2 separate regions of the Mus musculus genome follow, and region 2 is linked to region 1. Evidence: chromatin contacts called from public Micro-C data. All regions are on one chromosome and are shown on one strand. The core of a region is the stretch at or near the end of the contact, and the rest is flanking DNA. Distances in the headings are between cores, read along the strand shown.

Region 1 (3,255 bases), core at 606-3,105:
GCCTTTTTCAGTTAGAATCCCAAATCTTGTCAGGCCATCAGCAGCCTCCTATTTAAACAGAGTGTCAGATTAATGTGTGGTCAATAGCACAATAAAGATGTCACAGTATTTAAAGGGAAGTGTAGCCATGGCTTTAATCAACTCTGTGGAGACCCCATTGATTCTACCAATTCAACTAGTTCTTTGAATAGCATCCAATTTGGTAATAAAATGCTTGGCAGAGCTATCAAACTATGTATAAAGCAGAAATCTCAGCGGTAGGATGTGGGTTTATGATGTATAGCTATCAGGAGTCAAGAAATGGTTAGCATATGCAAGTTCCTGTCCAATTTTCTCCCACTTTTTCTTGTAAGTTTAGGTATCAAAAAAAAAATGAATATCTTTCTGAAATTGCAGCCCAAATATCTCCAGGTCAAAGTTATACGGTTTTGTAAAAGTCTCTAGATTTAGCAGAAAACACAAATCAAAGCCCTTGTGAATTGTAAGAAGGATAAGCATTTATAGGATACCATAAGACTCTCCAAGACTCCTAGAGCTTATGAAATAAAGGGGTAAGCCCACAACACTCCACCCGGGACTGTGTACACTGAAAAGGTCTCCACAATCTTCTCTAGTAGGAAAGAATGCAATGCAGCGACCCCCCTGTGACTCACCACTGTGAATTCTCAGGTGTTCTTTCAGGTGGTGCTTGTACTTGAAGGCCTTGCCACACTCCGTGCACTTGAACTTGCGGTTACCTGCTCCTTGGGTTAGCATTTGGTGCTGTAAAAGGAGAAAAATGGCCGTCATCTTTGTTCAGGAGGCACAAAGGAGCTTGCTTAGGAATCTTTCCCAAGACCTCTTTTTTAGACAGGCTGAGAGGTCTGAGTTCATGCTTATTTATCTGGTCAGACTTTCAGAGTTGCAATAAAAGTGGTAATGCTGGTAATAAAATGGGAATTTTTCTCTTTTAAGAAAGTGCTTCCCGTGCACGTCGGACCCTTGCTTCACAATTACGCCTGACATCTTTTTTCTACAGCATTTCTTTGACCCTTGAGATGAGAAGTATGATTGTAGAGATGCTCATGGCTCCTTTTGGTTTAGTGCAGAATCTGAACCCTAAAGGCTTCCTTTCAAAACACGGCTGGCTTGAGGAGGAAAAAAATACTTTCCTGAAAATTATAAAATTGTTCTTTTCTTTTAACCCACACTTAAAACAAATTTTTGTGAAGTTTTCTGTTTCCAGGTAAAAGTGTAAACTAAATCAAACTGAAATTTAAAGAAATGGAGACCTCTCCCCACCCCCAAATAAAAGACAAAATCAAAAAAAAAAAAAACCCTTTGACTATAAATATTTGGTATGCCTGTTTAAATATCCCATTCACTGTGCTACTGGCCCATGTTAACTGTGTTTTTCTTAGGTGCTGCCTATCAGATTTGATTCATTATCAAATAAGAGACAACATCTTGGGTTATGTCTGCTTGAACAGCTTTATCACAAGTCAGTAGGAAAGACTTCAATGACATTTCATTTTCCGTTTTAGTAGTGTGCAAGAACCAACAGAAAAAAAAAAGTTTGCTGAAAAGACAAGTTAGAGGCAGCACAGATACCATCCAACACCGCTGACCTTTTTGAACAAGGGGGAAACGCAGTGTGACTTGAAATTCTAAGGGGGAAAAAAAAAAACAACAACCCAACAGTCATCCACTCTGGATGCTCAAGGTAGGAGGCCAGCCTTTTTCTGCAGCAATGACACAAAAGCCTTTTGCAAAAAGACAGCCCAGAAACGGTGTGACAACTGCTAGGGTGTGCTGAATCTTCCCACATTCCTAGTGAGACAGATGGTGTTACATGGGACACAGGGAGGTTTGTTCAAACAGCAGCAACCTTCAAAGATCAAGCGGAGCCCAACCCGCCGAGCGCCATTGAGGGACCAGTGCTCATATGTTGCCGAGTTGCATAAACAAACAGCAACAGCTGCTTTGTCTCCCCCACAGCCCTCAGAGGACTACTATAAACTTTAGTTGTGCCACTGTTAATATGATACAATCATTTTAATTTACTAATTGTAAATGCCATGAGCAAATGAGGGGACTTTTCAACACCAAAGCTACCATTCATAATGCGCCAACACAATCACACTTCTGCATGTGAAATTTAAAGCAGTTATACTAGATAAATATCTAGGCTTTTTTTTTTTCCTAGAGTTTTTTTGTGCATAGAAGCATGAGAAGATAAACTGTTACAAAAGTGTAACTGCACAAGCGTATTACTTATAGCTGATCTTTGGAAAACATTCAACTCACAAGTCCAATCAGAAACAAATGGTGTGATAATGTGATATAGTGCCTTAAATAGTAAAAATTTGTAACACAGTATTGCCATTCTTGCTTAATTGAGTTTGTGTCTTCTTTTCCTTATTCAAAGACAATAAGGCCTATGAGGACAAATCGGAGTTTTATAGAGAATGTCATATTTAACCATCTCAAAAATATATAATATCAAAGTTCATTTAGGGGCAATTCTGTATCTGTAGGACCAGTTATTGTGACTTATGAAACACCATTACTGTGACCACCCAACACATCATAATATCAATTTGCACAGTCAATTCTCCCAGGAGGATAGAAAGAGCAGTTTTGCTGAAACATTTAAGAGATGCTGTGAATTAGCCCTACTCAGTCATTTCAAGGATTTAAGACCCTATTCCTACCTTTCCAAGCCAGAGTTCTTATTTTTAAAACAAGTAGGCTAAAAGAGGCAGAACAATTTTGGCATTTAACTACAAGCATGTATATTGAGATGGAGTCATTTTAATTATAACCAATGTTTTTTATCATTTATCACTTTTCCAATTTATTATGTGTATATGCATATAACTTATATGGCCTTTCTATCTCCTTAAAAACATATTTCATAAATTAGTAAGCTTGTAAAGTATTCTAAGTAATTTAAAAGTGTTTCGTGACAAATGAGAGAAATATGCACTTCTTTTGCTATGTATTAGGTCCTATATAAAAAAAAATGCCTAAGCAAAACTAGGTGAAAAATGGAATTAAAATTGCTGAGATGTTTAATAATGTATAATTAAAATGCTACAATTTCATTCACTTTTTGTGGAACATAAAAATGAAACTAAAGTCAAGTTAAAGTGCAAATAAAATTTCTAAATTAGAAATTAACACACTCATTCGATCGTGAACATAAGACTATTAAATCATATTAGAAGAGACCATCAAAAAATCATTTAGACCTCAATTAAAGCTATTACCATT
Region 2 (3,321 bases), core at 209-2,708, 100 kb after region 1:
TGTTAGAAACACTTTTTCTTCTTCTCTAGGATTAATTAAGAAACACGAAACAGTCTGTAAGGAACAAAAACCTGATATTCTTTCATTTAAGCAATGTAGCTATTGCTGGTTTTTATGTGGAATGTGTCTTGTTGTCATGGAAAATCGTTCTGGGTAATTACGTACTCTCAAAAGAAAGAAATCACTTTACTGGAGACTTAGATTCATGCCTTCCTTTAGGTTAAGTTGAGTAAACTGACCAACTCTGTATTCGTTATATGATAGAAGGAATACCTTCATACAAATGAGATGTAAAAAATTAACTTCAAAGAATTCAAGTTAAGAATTCAACCTTTCCCAGTTTATACTACAACAAAAGTAAAAATGATTCCCGGATACACAAAGATGGAGAAGAAGCCCAAAATGGGAGTTATACTAGAATGGATTCTTTGACCTATTGATTGAGAAGTTATCTGAGTAGTAATTTTGTAGTTAAAATAGGAGAAGTAACTCGAATATGTACAGTAATGGTCCTGTCTCACCTTCTTTACCAGAATGGCAGCTTCAAGTCTCAGTGTTTCAACCCAGCTCGGTAAGGGAAATAACTGCAAGCAAGGGTGAACCATTCTGATGACTGCATCCCTCAGTCAAAAAATGAAAGCAAAGTTTCAGTCAGGTCTTTTTGGACATGTTTTCTCCTCCCTACACTATATGTCAGAGTCCTTGCTTTCCTGAGTCTGGCTTCTGAAAGCCCACAGTAATGTCTAAGCAGGTCTGCGGTGCCCCCTGTTCCTGGGCATGGCTTTATCAGCGCTCATACTTTCTTGGGTCACAAACACCACGGTTATCTGAGGAAACATAGGTCATCTTCCTTCTCCTTTCTCTGTTCAGCTCCTGTAACTTTCCTCTCAGAAGCCTTTAAAAAAAAAAAATCGGCAGCTACTGTTGCTCAGAAGAGACAAAGTTTAACTTCTGGGTTGGCAATTGGAGAATAATTCATGAGCAGATTTCTAGCAAATGATATGATTTGTTAAATTTTGGTCTTTGATTTATATTTATGTACTCCTGCTACTGCTATAAGGTGGTGCCAGCCTCAATTAGATCATGAATGAGATCATTTTAATTCAGCCCCAAACTGTGACCTGACCATGCTCCGAAAGTGTTCAAAAAGTAATTGTAAGCCTCCTTTTGCTTTGAAAAGGAATACTGCATGCTTGGTCGTTCATACAAATAACATAAAACTTAATTATTGGATGATTTGGCAGAGCATCTTCTTGCCAAACAACAGTCAATGCCAGCTACTGTGACTCTGGCGCTGGGCAGGCCCCAGCCCACAGCCCCCTTGTGTATGGGTGTTTGTTCATTGTGTCTTAGGGCAAGATATTTCAAATGGGATTCATGGATCTAGGACGCAGGGTGTAACCCAAAGGGTGTACTGTATTTATAACTCCAGTTAAAAAATGCTGTCTCACCTAGAAGGGAAGTAGATCTGCGCTGTCAAATCACCAGGAGGCTGTGACAAAGGGAGCTTGCAGCCTGACACACGGTGTAACGACATAGCAAACACCTTTAATTCTGTCATGTCTCATACCCTTTACTTTCTCACACATTTATGGCTGCTCGAACGTTGACACCTACACGCTCTTTGAAACTAAAAAAGGCGATCTTATTTAAGCCCAAATGCAACACCTGTAAAGTTATTCTTGTGCCCAACAACAACAACAAAAAAAATAACCATTAACCCCTTCCTCATAAAAACCTCTCTGCTTGCTTTGGAAAGTCTCAAGCTGCTGCCCGAGGGCCTGACTCTGAGGTTCACATGACCTCTCTAGCTTTGACAGATAGGCAAGACCTTCCCACTGCCATGATGCTAGGACTGAGATAATGTAACTGTCCGATTGGCCTTTGCAGCTTTTCAAGTTGAAGCCCCTTTCTTCCTCACAAACTTCTGGTATCTCTCACAGTAAGGAGAGAGAGAGAGAGAGAGAGAGAGAGACCCCGACTGCTTCATCCCCTCTAGCAACCCAAGTCTAATATTTTAAAAGCTAGAAATGAAAATAGCTTTTCTAAAGATATTTCTTGGAATATTTAATGTGCTGTCTTGACTCGCCTTTCTCTATCTTTTTTTTTTCCTTGCCAATTATAAACCACCATTTGGAGGGCTTATGAGCAATGTAAGTCCACCTCATCTAATTAAACCACATTGTTTTAAAAGCTTGAACAGTTTTCATGTCTACAAGACTTGTCTGAATAATAAACTGCGAGAGCCAGGATTCTGAGTGTCTTTGGAGAGCCAGGATTTCATATGCTGACTGCAAAGGGCCAGGCACTCAAAGAGTTAACCCACATTGCTGGGTAGGTTAATATCACAGCTGCCTGGTACCTCACTTAACAAAAGCCTCCTTTTGCAAACAGACCCCCCCCCCCAGTGTCCAAAGGTGTTTACTGAAGTAAATCTGCCTAAATCCTTCATTGCTTGAGTCATGGGGGTGGATAGGAGAGTGGATAGGAGGGGTGGAAGGTGCGCAGCTAATCTCTGTTTGTAAATTCTGTAAATCTTCTGGGAAAATGGTGGTGAATTAGGAATCTGTGTCACATGTCATGTGCAATTCTTAATGTGTCCATTCCTGCTGCTCTCAGAAGTGACGTCTACCACATAGGTGTTGGAACAGCTACTCAATGCCCAAACAGTCCTCTCTTCTATTGCAAAGCTTGTATGTCTAAAGTTATGTGTGTGTGTGTGTGTGTGTGTGTGTGTGTGTGTGTGTGTGTGTACTGTATGTGATCTAATTGTTGAGGAAGAACTGTTAGTATCTTAAAAGTGGTTAGAAGGGGGCGGGGGAGGGGGGGGGGAGACAAGCCGGTTCTGTAGCAAGATAATATCCTGAAAAGTTGTCACAAGATGGACCTGCGATTGCTGTGGTCTTGTTCTGGTGTCTTCAACTGCATGCTACTTTTGCATGTTGAAAATGGAGGCAAATAACACAGGAAAAGCTGACAGGTCCGCCTACGAGGGTTTAAACAATCCCCAGCAAGAAGGAGCCCTTTAGGCATAAACTTTCTCTGTCAAGAAAAAACGTGAATACCACCAGCCCCTCCCTACAAATCCTGAAGCATCCAGTTTGAGATACAAAAAGGCTGTCATCTCACAAATGTTAAACATACTAAAAAAATCTGAAAAAAAAAGTACGGAGAAGGTGTGAAAGCGTGGCACTTTACAGCCCTCAAAGCTTTTTAAAATAGAACAACTTTTCCCCCTAAAATTCTTTTCAGAGATTTTTTTTTTCCTTTTTGGCTCATTTGAGAGTTTCTTTCTTGGCTTTTTTCCCCTTTCATTTGAAA

What was found. A called contact is a pair of places that touch in the nucleus more often than the background predicts.
Region 2: a contact with region 1 is called in a Micro-C map of muscle stem cells, with 7 times the contacts expected there. The contact joins two enhancer-like sites. A contact is called at or near these places in 24 of 484 Hi-C or Micro-C datasets (the 3T3-L1 cell line, the C2C12 cell line, the HPC-7 cell line and 18 more), 6 of 115 datasets of contacts at active chromatin or transcription factors (PVALB interneurons, fetal liver, heart atrium and 3 more) and 3 of 9 other capture datasets (adipose tissue, liver and pancreatic islet).

What each region holds. Positions count from the first base shown.
Region 1 is chr2:44,998,231-45,001,485 of GRCm38.p6, forward strand. Zeb2 (zinc finger E-box binding homeobox 2) reads right to left here. Exons shown (of 10, transcript NM_015753.4): 7 at 654-762. Among named protein-coding and RNA genes, the nearest start is that of Mir5129, 23 kb to the right of the region's middle. Within about 2 kb of position 1,856, at least 43 of the 459 cell types and tissues checked have an H3K27ac peak or open chromatin away from gene starts, as enhancers often do. A contact at or near this core is called in cerebral cortex and muscle stem cells, where this site is marked.
Region 2 is chr2:45,099,418-45,102,738 of GRCm38.p6, forward strand. All of the region lies in intron 2 of Zeb2 (zinc finger E-box binding homeobox 2), which reads right to left. Among named protein-coding and RNA genes, the nearest start is that of Zeb2os, 10 kb to the right of the region's middle. Within about 2 kb of position 1,459, at least 55 of the 459 cell types and tissues checked have an H3K27ac peak or open chromatin away from gene starts, as enhancers often do. A contact at or near this core is called in cerebral cortex and muscle stem cells, where this site is marked.